Linked DNA regions of Sus scrofa: all the other regions are linked to region 3. The links are chromatin contacts, called in public Hi-C maps. All regions are on one chromosome and are shown on one strand. The core of a region is the stretch at or near the end of the contact, and the rest is flanking DNA. Distances in the headings are between cores, read along the strand shown. Region 1 has its middle 64 kb from the start of OTOS. Region 2 has its middle 81 kb from the start of OTOS. Region 3 holds the start of GPC1 (glypican-1).

Region 1 (2,700 bases), core at 40-2,539, 120 kb after region 3:
CAACGTTTGGTGCAGGTCCGTGTCCGGAGAAGGCTGGAGAGAGGATTTGTCAGCAGACAGGCAGCCACGGGGGCGCTTCTTGTATTTTCCCCGAGGACCGAGGCGTCGGCAAAGCGGATCTGGTAAAGGCGCTGCCGGTGGGGGGAGGGGAGGGGGAGGGGGCTCGCCAGGAGCCTCACCAGCTCACCAGGTCAGGAAAGATAAGAAAGGCACCCCTGCCACCCGGACACAGAAACCGCAGACCCCACTGGGGTCACCCCGGGGCCAGAACTCCTCAAGGAGCTTTAGAAGGGCAGGGTTTTGAATGTGGGGTCTCAGTGAGATACCTTCCAGGGACAACAAGAGTCTGTAAGAAGTTCTCCTGTGGGGAAGGCCTCGCAGCAGGAGGGGCGGGAGACCTCGTTCTCTTTCCCGGTGAGAAGCGGGGAAGGGGAGCAGGACCCCCACGCCCCCAAACTCACATCCATCTGAATCCTCTCCGAGGCAGGACACGGAGGGGGCAGGTTGTCCCTGAGAAGCAGGCCAGGAGGACACTGGCCTCTGGTCGCCAGGTGTCCAGCTGGAGGATCCGGGCTGCCTCTGAGGTCCCTCCGTGGGCCTTCAGGCTGTGGGCTTCCCGATGCCGCCCGGCCTCCCTGCTGGCCGGACCCTCAGGCTGGTCCCTGGGCAGCAGTCGATGCTGGGGCACCTGCAAGGGGCTCAGACGTGGTGCCCCGGAGGAAAGCCATCCAGGAGGGGCGGGGGAGGGCAGGAGGAGGGAGGGGACAGCGGACCCTAATGGGGGAGGGCGCCTGCTTCTGGGGAAGCTCTGTGCTGAGGGCCCCACCTCACACCACTGCTCCCGTTTTCCAGACGTGGAAGCAGGACCAGGAGAGCTGGCCACCTGGCCAAGGCTGCACAGCCAGGGCAGGGCACAGGTTGGCACCTGTGTTCTTGGGGTGCTGAGTGTGCAGACCATGCTCTGTTGGTGGAACCCCACCCTGGCCTGGGGACAAGGGGCCTCCCAGCTCCAAGGCCAGTCTGGTTGGGCGAGACAGGGGACGCATGCCCGGGAAGCCCCCAGCCTGGGCAGCAGGTCTCAGCTGGCAGACTCCTGCAGCCCAGCGGGGAGGAGTCTGGCCAGCTCCCCCAGACATGCGGGCCCTGCCTCGGCTCACGCTGAAGGGCAGAAATGCTGACAGGTGCCATCGCCCTCGACCGCCTGTCCCTGGAAACCAGATGCCTCCTGTCAGCAGCCCTTCAGGCCCAGGACAGGCGTGCCCGCTGGGAGCTCTGCTCTTGCCAGGCCCCTCCCCACAGGCCCCCCCTTCCCCAGACAGACGGATGGGCAGGGCCCACATGCGCCCCTGGCTCCAGCAGGGGTGGGGCTGCTGCTGCCCCAGGGTCTGGGAGGGACTAGGTCTGCTGGGAGGCTGGGGCAAGGGGGCGGGGCAGGTGTCACAGGTCCCCAGGGAGGCCTGGGGAGGGCCTGGGAGGCTTCTGGGAGGAGAGACTGGCTTGGGAAGGCTCTGATCACTGGAAGCAGCGGAGATGCAGGGGCCAGAGGAGGAGGCGTGCGTCAGGCCCGTGAGGGCCCAGCCGGCTGGAGACCCAGGGCTAGGCCTGAAGGCCGCCCTGGGCGGGTCTTGGCGCCTTGTTGGGCCAAGAGGTTCGATGCGGCCCCAGTGGTCACGGGCCCTGCGGGTTCTGGCCAGGAGCAACCCCGCCAGAACTGGTTCAGGGCCTCGGTGAGAAGGGACGGGCTGGGCACCCTGACAGGGGAGGGGTCGATGGGCCGGGCACCCGCGGGGAGGGGATGACGGCTCAGGTGGGGTTCTGGACGCGCGTGGTGGAAACGAACTCCCAGAAAGAACTGACGTGGTCCCGTCACTCAGCTCTGCTGTGGGCACGTCCTCTGTCCTGAGCATGGCGGGAGGTGACAGGCCGTCATCTCTGCCTGTCACAGCGGGGCCAGAGTCACAAAGCAGGGCCAGCACTGCGGAAGATGCAGAGGAGGCTTCCCGGCGGCGGGCCAGCCAGAAGCGGGCCGATGGCCGCAGTGCGCCCTCCAGCATGCCAGCCTCCGGCTGCCTCTTATGCGCTGGACCCCATTACCTTGCGGAGGGGCCGCGAGGCCCCCTACTGCCGGCAGTGGGGGTGGGGCGCAGTGCCCGAGGGTCGGGAAGGCCTGGGTGAGGGGCGGGAGGGCAGGAAGAAGAAGAGGCCAGTTGAGCTGAGCCCCTGGGACCACGGCCATGCCCTTGTCCAGAAGAGCTGGCTTCCCAGGCTGGCACCCCGGGTCCAGCAGCAGGGGTTGTTTTTGATCCTGCTGGAGGCTGGCCGCTGCTGAGGCCAGGCAGGCTTGGTGACCTTGTCTGGGGTCACAGCACCTTGACAGGGGCCCACCGCAAGGGGAGGGCCTGTGCTTGGCCGTGGCTGGTGGGGTGACACGGAGGGGGGGCTAGCCTGCCTGGCCCCGGGGCGGCCCCCCACCTGCCCTCCCAGAACTGGCCCCCAGGAACCAGTCTATGGGGTGCATGCCAGGGCCCGGGGTGAAGGCTGTACATTTACTGGAACCCACAGGCTGGGGGGGCAGAAGGGGTGTGGGGGGGACACGGGGGGGGTCTGTGGCCCGAGCACCTGGCTAGGTCTGCTTCCCTCCGGTCCGTGGTGTCCTGCCGCCCTGGGCACCCCCAGCATCCTCCTCTTCCATCTCGATAT
Region 2 (2,824 bases), core at 295-2,794, 110 kb after region 3:
GTGGACTGGGGCTGGGACTTGAGGCCCCACACCCTGCGGCCCTGGGCTTTGGCAGGCGGTGGGAGGTGGGGCAGGTCCCGGGGCCTGGAGAGGTTTGCTGGGAGCTGCTGGAGGCTCCCTTGCTGGACCAGCATCAGCAGGGGGGCTGCTTGGGGGGTGGGGGGATCCCTGCTCACTGCAGCGGCCAGTCTTAGAGATGCGTTGGTGGTCTGTACGTATGTGCACATGTGTGCCCACACGCGGGGCACAGAGACTCTTGGTGGGCGTGATCAGCCCTAGTTCCTGAGTTCAAAGGGGGAGTCATTCTGGAAGGTTTCCGGAGAGAGGCGGGCCCAGGGAGGACGGAGCGGGTGGGGGGGGCTTCAACCCCAGGTGGAGGTGGCACTGGGCATCTAACACAGTCCCCTCAGATGGAGGACTCTAGCAGAGTAGGGGGCCTGGGTACACTGCACTGGGCCCCTTCCCAGCAGGAAACAGGCCCCAGAGGGGTGGCTGAGCCACAGGCCGGGGCTGGGCCCAGTGCAGGCCCCACGACCAAAGTCCAAAATGTGAGTGAAGCAGGTGCTCCAGGTCCAGGGCTGCTCCCCCCACACCCCCGCGGGCAGGAGCTGCCCCCAACCCCAGGCATGAGCTGCCTGCCCCCCACCCCCACCAAGGAGGGCGTAGCCTGGGGGCCAGTCAGGGGCAGGTGGGCAGCTGGGAGGAGCGGATTTCTGAGGAAGGGGTGGGCTCTCTCCTGCTTCCCCCGGGGCCTCTTTCAAGGAGGGGCAGTGTGGGTTCCCGGGGGGTCTCAGCGCACTCCTGTGACCTGAGAGCTCTGGGCAGGACTTGGCCTGGGGAGGTCCCTACCTGGGTCAGCCAAGGTGACCAGCACTGGCTGTGGGAGGACTCTGGCCCCTCTGGCCCTCCCTCTAGCACCTGTGCTCCAGGAGGGCACCCAGGGCATGGAGGGGGCTTGCCTCAGGGGCCCCCTGGCCAGGGGTGGTCATGAGGAGCCAGCTGGACCAGATGATGGGACCCTAATGGGACTCTGGGGTGGAGGGATAAGGAGACAGACCAGCCCCCTCTCGGGCCCACCCCGCCGTCCTCCAGGCCTCTGGGCCGAAGGAAAGGGGGAAGGGAGTGGGGTGCCCCGTGCGGCTGGGCGAGGGTTTGGGTGACACCAGTCAGGATTCCAGACCCCAGCCCCGCGGAGAGCCCAGGTGGACACTCGGTCACCCCGCAGTCACCCCGACAGGGTGCAGGGCAGGAACGCACAGATGCCAGGCCCCGCCCACTGGCACAGCTAACGCTCTGGAGGAAGCGAGGGGGAGATAGATGTGGGGGCGGTCCTGAGACAGCCATGGGGCCTGGACCCCCAGGGGGCTGCTTCCTTGTCACCCCCACTGCACTCTGAGGGAACGGTGACGAGTCAGAGCCACCCCGCTCGGGGCAGCCCTGCCCGCCCCTCCCCCATCCCAATCCGTTTGGAGTCCCGCTTGTCCCTGGAGCACGCGCTGGAGGTGGAAGCAAAGGGAATGCTGATCTATTAATAGACGTCACAGGGGAGGTGTCGGGCGGGGGAGATGAGTTCCCCGTGGCTTGCTTCTCAAACAGGGCCCCATGGGCCTTGGGCATTTACGGTGGCCAACGCCCCCCTGCCTTTTGGCTCCAGCCCCGGGACAGTCGCTGCTCCGCCCCCACGCTGTTTCCAGGCTCTTTGGCTCTCACATCTGAGGGTGGTGTGGTTGAATAATACCTGTGTTGGATGTGTGTGGCTGGGAGAGAAGCGGGTGGCAGAGCTGGAGCGACGCTGGAACCCTGTCACCTGGGAGGCGTGTTCACATGTCCGTGAGCAGGAAGTGGGCGGCTGGCAAGGGCTGATTCGGATGTGGCTGGCGATGGCCGGGGAGGTCACCTTAGGGGCCTCTGTGCTTGTCAACAGCTGGTAGACCCAATGTGGCCAGTGTAGCTGAGTGTCCCTTGCACACGTGTGGCTCTTCCCTGGACCTCAGAGAACCCCTTGATAAAACACCGGTGAAAGCTGCAGCCTGCCCACAGGTCCGGTGCGTACAGACCCCAGCTTACAAGTGCACTGCCTCATGTGTCGCTCAGGGCCAGTGGGCAGGCCAGAGTATGGCGGGCGGTGCCTCCTGGACATGCACGTTTCAACAGGTGGGTTTCCTTCCTGAAGGCACCCCTATCTATTGCGGGCTCCGCCATGACTTGCTCCCTGAAGCACTGGGACCTCACACTGGGTGTTGTAGGGCACGGTGAAGCCCTCCTAAGCACTCAGGCCCAGTCAGTTACCCCACTCCAAGTATAGCCTCTGGGTCAAGCCATTGCCTATTGGTCAGTCCTCACTTATATGGAAGTGACAGACACCTTGCCCAAAGAAATAAGATGACCGATTAAATCATAGAATTGGAAAATGTAAGGTGGATGAGCTTCAGGCATAGCTGGATCCAGGAGGTTAGACAAAGTTATTAGAAGCACCCCTCTCTCCCTCTCTGCTCTGCTTTCCCTTGTGTAGCATTACTCACAGGTAGACTGTCTCTCCAGGTGAAGAAAAATAGCCGTAAAAAGCTCCAGGCATAAAGCAACCTTCTTTTCAATAAACTAAATTGCCCACAGGACTCAGGTTGGTGGCTTGTGTTATTTGTCCATCTCTGGGCTGGTCAATGTTTCAGAGACTGGGCAGTCCTGATTGGCTGGTCTGGATCATGTGCCCATCTCATGCTAGTCAAGATCTCAAAGGCTAGGCAGTCCTGATTGGCTGGTCTGGATCATATGTTCATCTTTGGGCTAGTCATGGTCCAGAGGCTGGATGATGCTGATTGGCTGG
Region 3 (2,700 bases), core at 55-2,554:
TCGTCCACTGAGTCCCAGGCACCCTGCACAGACGCGCAGATCTAGTGTGCTTCTGGACATGTTTGCAGTTTGAGCAAGAAGCCTGGGGGGGTTTGAGAAATTCTTAGGACACTGTGCCCCACCCCCTCCCCTCGCTTCTGTCCCTAAAGCTCCTCAGAGGCCCGCAGGGAGGGTGTGGGCAGGACTGCAGGCAGCTGCAGGGCTGAGGCCGCCTGGGACGGCGATGTTCTTACAAAGAAATGACATGGCCCCTGGGCGGGATCCAAGGCGCCGACCACCTGCAGCTGGACTCCCCGCCGGAGGCGCCCGGAGTGCCAGGCAAGCACAAGTTCCTCGGCAGGGATCCCTGCGAGCCGGCGTTCCGCTCCCGGTGGCAGAGGTCGTGCCCCTCCGCCTTCTCCCCCCGCTCCCGCCCCACCAGCGCCCAGCTCGCTCCCCACCTCGCCGGCGCCCAGGCTGCCTTAGCTGCAGACCCCGGGAACCCCCGGCGCGACCCGAGGCGCTTCCCGGAGAGGCCCTCACAGCCGGTGGGAGTCCGTCGCCCGTGGCCACCGCCAGCTGCCCCCCGACAGCCGGCCCCGCCGCTCAGTCCTGCCTGCCCGGGAGGACGCGCCGAGCTGGGGACCGCCCGGTCCACTGCCCGGCGAGGACAGCCCCGCCGGGAAGGGGCCGGGGTGCGTGTTGGGGGCGCGGGGACCATCGAGAGGTGCCGCGGAGACTTGGGCGGAGGGAGGGCGGCGGGGGGCGGATCAGCGCGGAGCGGGAGAGAGGAGGGGGCGCAGGGGAGCCCCGGGCGCGCCGGGTCACTCACCCGAGATCTCCGCCTGGGGCACGTCGCTCAGGCTGAAGCCCTTGGCCCCGTAGATCTGGCGGACTTCGCCGCAGCTCCGACTCTTGCTGGCAGGGTCCCCGCGAGCGCAGGCGGCCAGCGCGGCGGCCGCGCACAGCAGCCACCAGCCTCGGGCCCGGAGCTCCATGGCGGGGCCGGCGGCGCCCCCGGCCGGGCCCGCGCAGCCCCGGCCCGCGAAGGGCAGAGCCAAGGTCCCGGCGCACTCGGCTCGCGGTCCAGAGGCGCCGGCCGCAGGGGAGGAGGAGACAACAAAAGCCGGCGGCGGCGGGGCGCGGGGCGCGCGGGGCGCGAGGACCGGCCGCTCGCTCGGGCGGCCCAGAGCGCGGCGGGCGAGCGCGCAGTCCCGGCCCGGCCCCTCGGCGGCCCGGGAGAGGGGCGGGGAGGGGCGCGCGGGGCGGGGCGGGGCGCGCGGGGCGGGGCGGGGCGCGGCGCGGCGCGGCGCGGGGGCGCGATCCGGGGCGCACCGGGCGCCCCTCCCGCTCCCCGGGCCCGGGGGACCGCCTGGCTCGCGCCGATCCGTCGACTGCTGGAGGGAAGCTGGGTGGCCGGGAGCGCGCGGGCCGCGGCTGGGGTCCCGGAGGGCGCGCCCCCCACGCCCAGCGCCCGGGGCGGCGGCACCACCTGTGGGGGCGGGGGCGGGGGTGCTGAGGCAGGGCTTCCCCCGCCGGACGTGACATCACGCCTGCCGCGCGCCTATCAGGGGCTTCCCCGCCCCCAGCCGAAATCGGCATCCCTCCCCCCGTCCCCCTTCTCCGCTCGGGCCCTGCCTTCCTGCACCCTGGCAGCGCGCCGCGCCTGTCGGCTCCCGCAGCCTCGGGCCTCTCGATCCACCGCCCGCACCTAGATCGCACCCTTTACTGGCCCCGCGCCGGTCTCAGCCGCCTCCAGCTCTCACACTTGATTTTGTTGGGGGGGCGGCGGGGGGGGCTGTACGCGGGAAACTAGCCCAGGGACCAGACCTTGTGCTCTCCCAGCCCTGCGTCGAGGCGACCAATGGCTTAGTTGTTGGAGATGTCAGCCGGTTTTTTGTTCCCTCCACGTGACTCTTGGGATGCTCAAGAAGCGAGCGAGGGGGGCGGAAGCTTGTCTGTTGGCCTGAGCCTCTGGGCGGTGGCAGGTGACCTGTTGGGGAAGGGAGGGGGTCGGGCCGACAACAGGTCAGATTGCTGGGGGTTGGGGAGAGCGTGACCTAGAGCGTGTCCAGCGACCAGCTGAGTGACGCTGGCCCGGGACCAGGAGGGGGTGGACAGGGCGGGTAGCAGCAGCGTGGAGTGGGGGTGGGGTGGGGGTGTCTGTGAGAAGGGAGGTGAGAAGCAGGGCGGCGGTGTCCGGAGGGCTTCTCGGCTTCTGGCCGCTCTCCGGTCATGTGGGCAAAGGCCCCAGACACCGCCAGGCCCTGAGCCCGGATGCCTAATGGGCCGAGATGGGCCCCCTTGGAAGAGGACCCCAAAATGATCACCATGTTCCAGCAAGAGTGTCCCCACCTTGAACCTGGGGGTTCCGGTTTCACCCCCTGGGGGCTGGGGGAGGCGGCAGGAGAGAGGGCTCCATCCCTGCCCTGGGACTCCCTGAGCTGTGGGCTCAGCAGCTCCAGAGGGGGCTTGGGCTCCCATCTGCCCTGCCTCCCAGGAAAGGCTTCTCACCCAGAGCCCCTGTCACGGTGAGAGAAGCCGCAGCGAGGACCCAGTGGAGGGAGCAGACCTCTGGCCTCCCTAAGCACCTGCCACCTCGTCACACTGGTGACTCACAGACCCCGGCAGCTCTCAGGCAGGCCTGCTCCTGCTTGCCTGGGCCGGGCATGGCTGTCCAGATACCTGCCCCGCCTGGGTCAGGACACCTGGCCCCCACCC

The links. Hi-C and Micro-C count contacts between places; a contact is called where the count stands out from the background.
Region 1: a Hi-C map of skeletal muscle shows a contact between it and region 3, with 5 times the contacts expected there. The contact joins the enhancer-like site here to the promoter of GPC1 in region 3. A contact is called at or near these places in 15 of 47 Hi-C or Micro-C datasets (alveolar macrophages, brain, embryonic fibroblasts and 9 more) and 1 of 2 datasets of contacts at active chromatin or transcription factors (skeletal muscle).
Region 2: a Hi-C map of skeletal muscle shows a contact between it and region 3, with 5 times the contacts expected there. The contact joins the enhancer-like site here to the promoter of GPC1 in region 3. A contact is called at or near these places in 4 of 47 Hi-C or Micro-C datasets (embryonic fibroblasts, psoas muscle and skeletal muscle) and 1 of 2 datasets of contacts at active chromatin or transcription factors (skeletal muscle).

The regions. Positions count from the first base shown.
Region 1 is chr15:139,334,665-139,337,364 of Sscrofa11.1, reverse strand. No RefSeq gene overlaps it. Among named protein-coding and RNA genes, the nearest start is that of OTOS, 64 kb to the right of the region's middle. Within about 2 kb of position 1,289, at least 5 of the 83 cell types and tissues checked have an H3K27ac peak or open chromatin away from gene starts, as enhancers often do. A contact at or near this core is called in skeletal muscle, where this site is marked.
Region 2 is chr15:139,351,256-139,354,079 of Sscrofa11.1, reverse strand. No RefSeq gene overlaps it. Among named protein-coding and RNA genes, the nearest start is that of OTOS, 81 kb to the right of the region's middle. Within about 2 kb of position 1,544, at least 6 of the 83 cell types and tissues checked have an H3K27ac peak or open chromatin away from gene starts, as enhancers often do. A contact at or near this core is called in skeletal muscle, where this site is marked.
Region 3 is chr15:139,456,470-139,459,169 of Sscrofa11.1, reverse strand. GPC1 (glypican-1) reads right to left here and starts at 1,304. Exons shown (of 9, transcript XM_021075944.1): 1 at 812-1,304. The coding sequence starts at 977.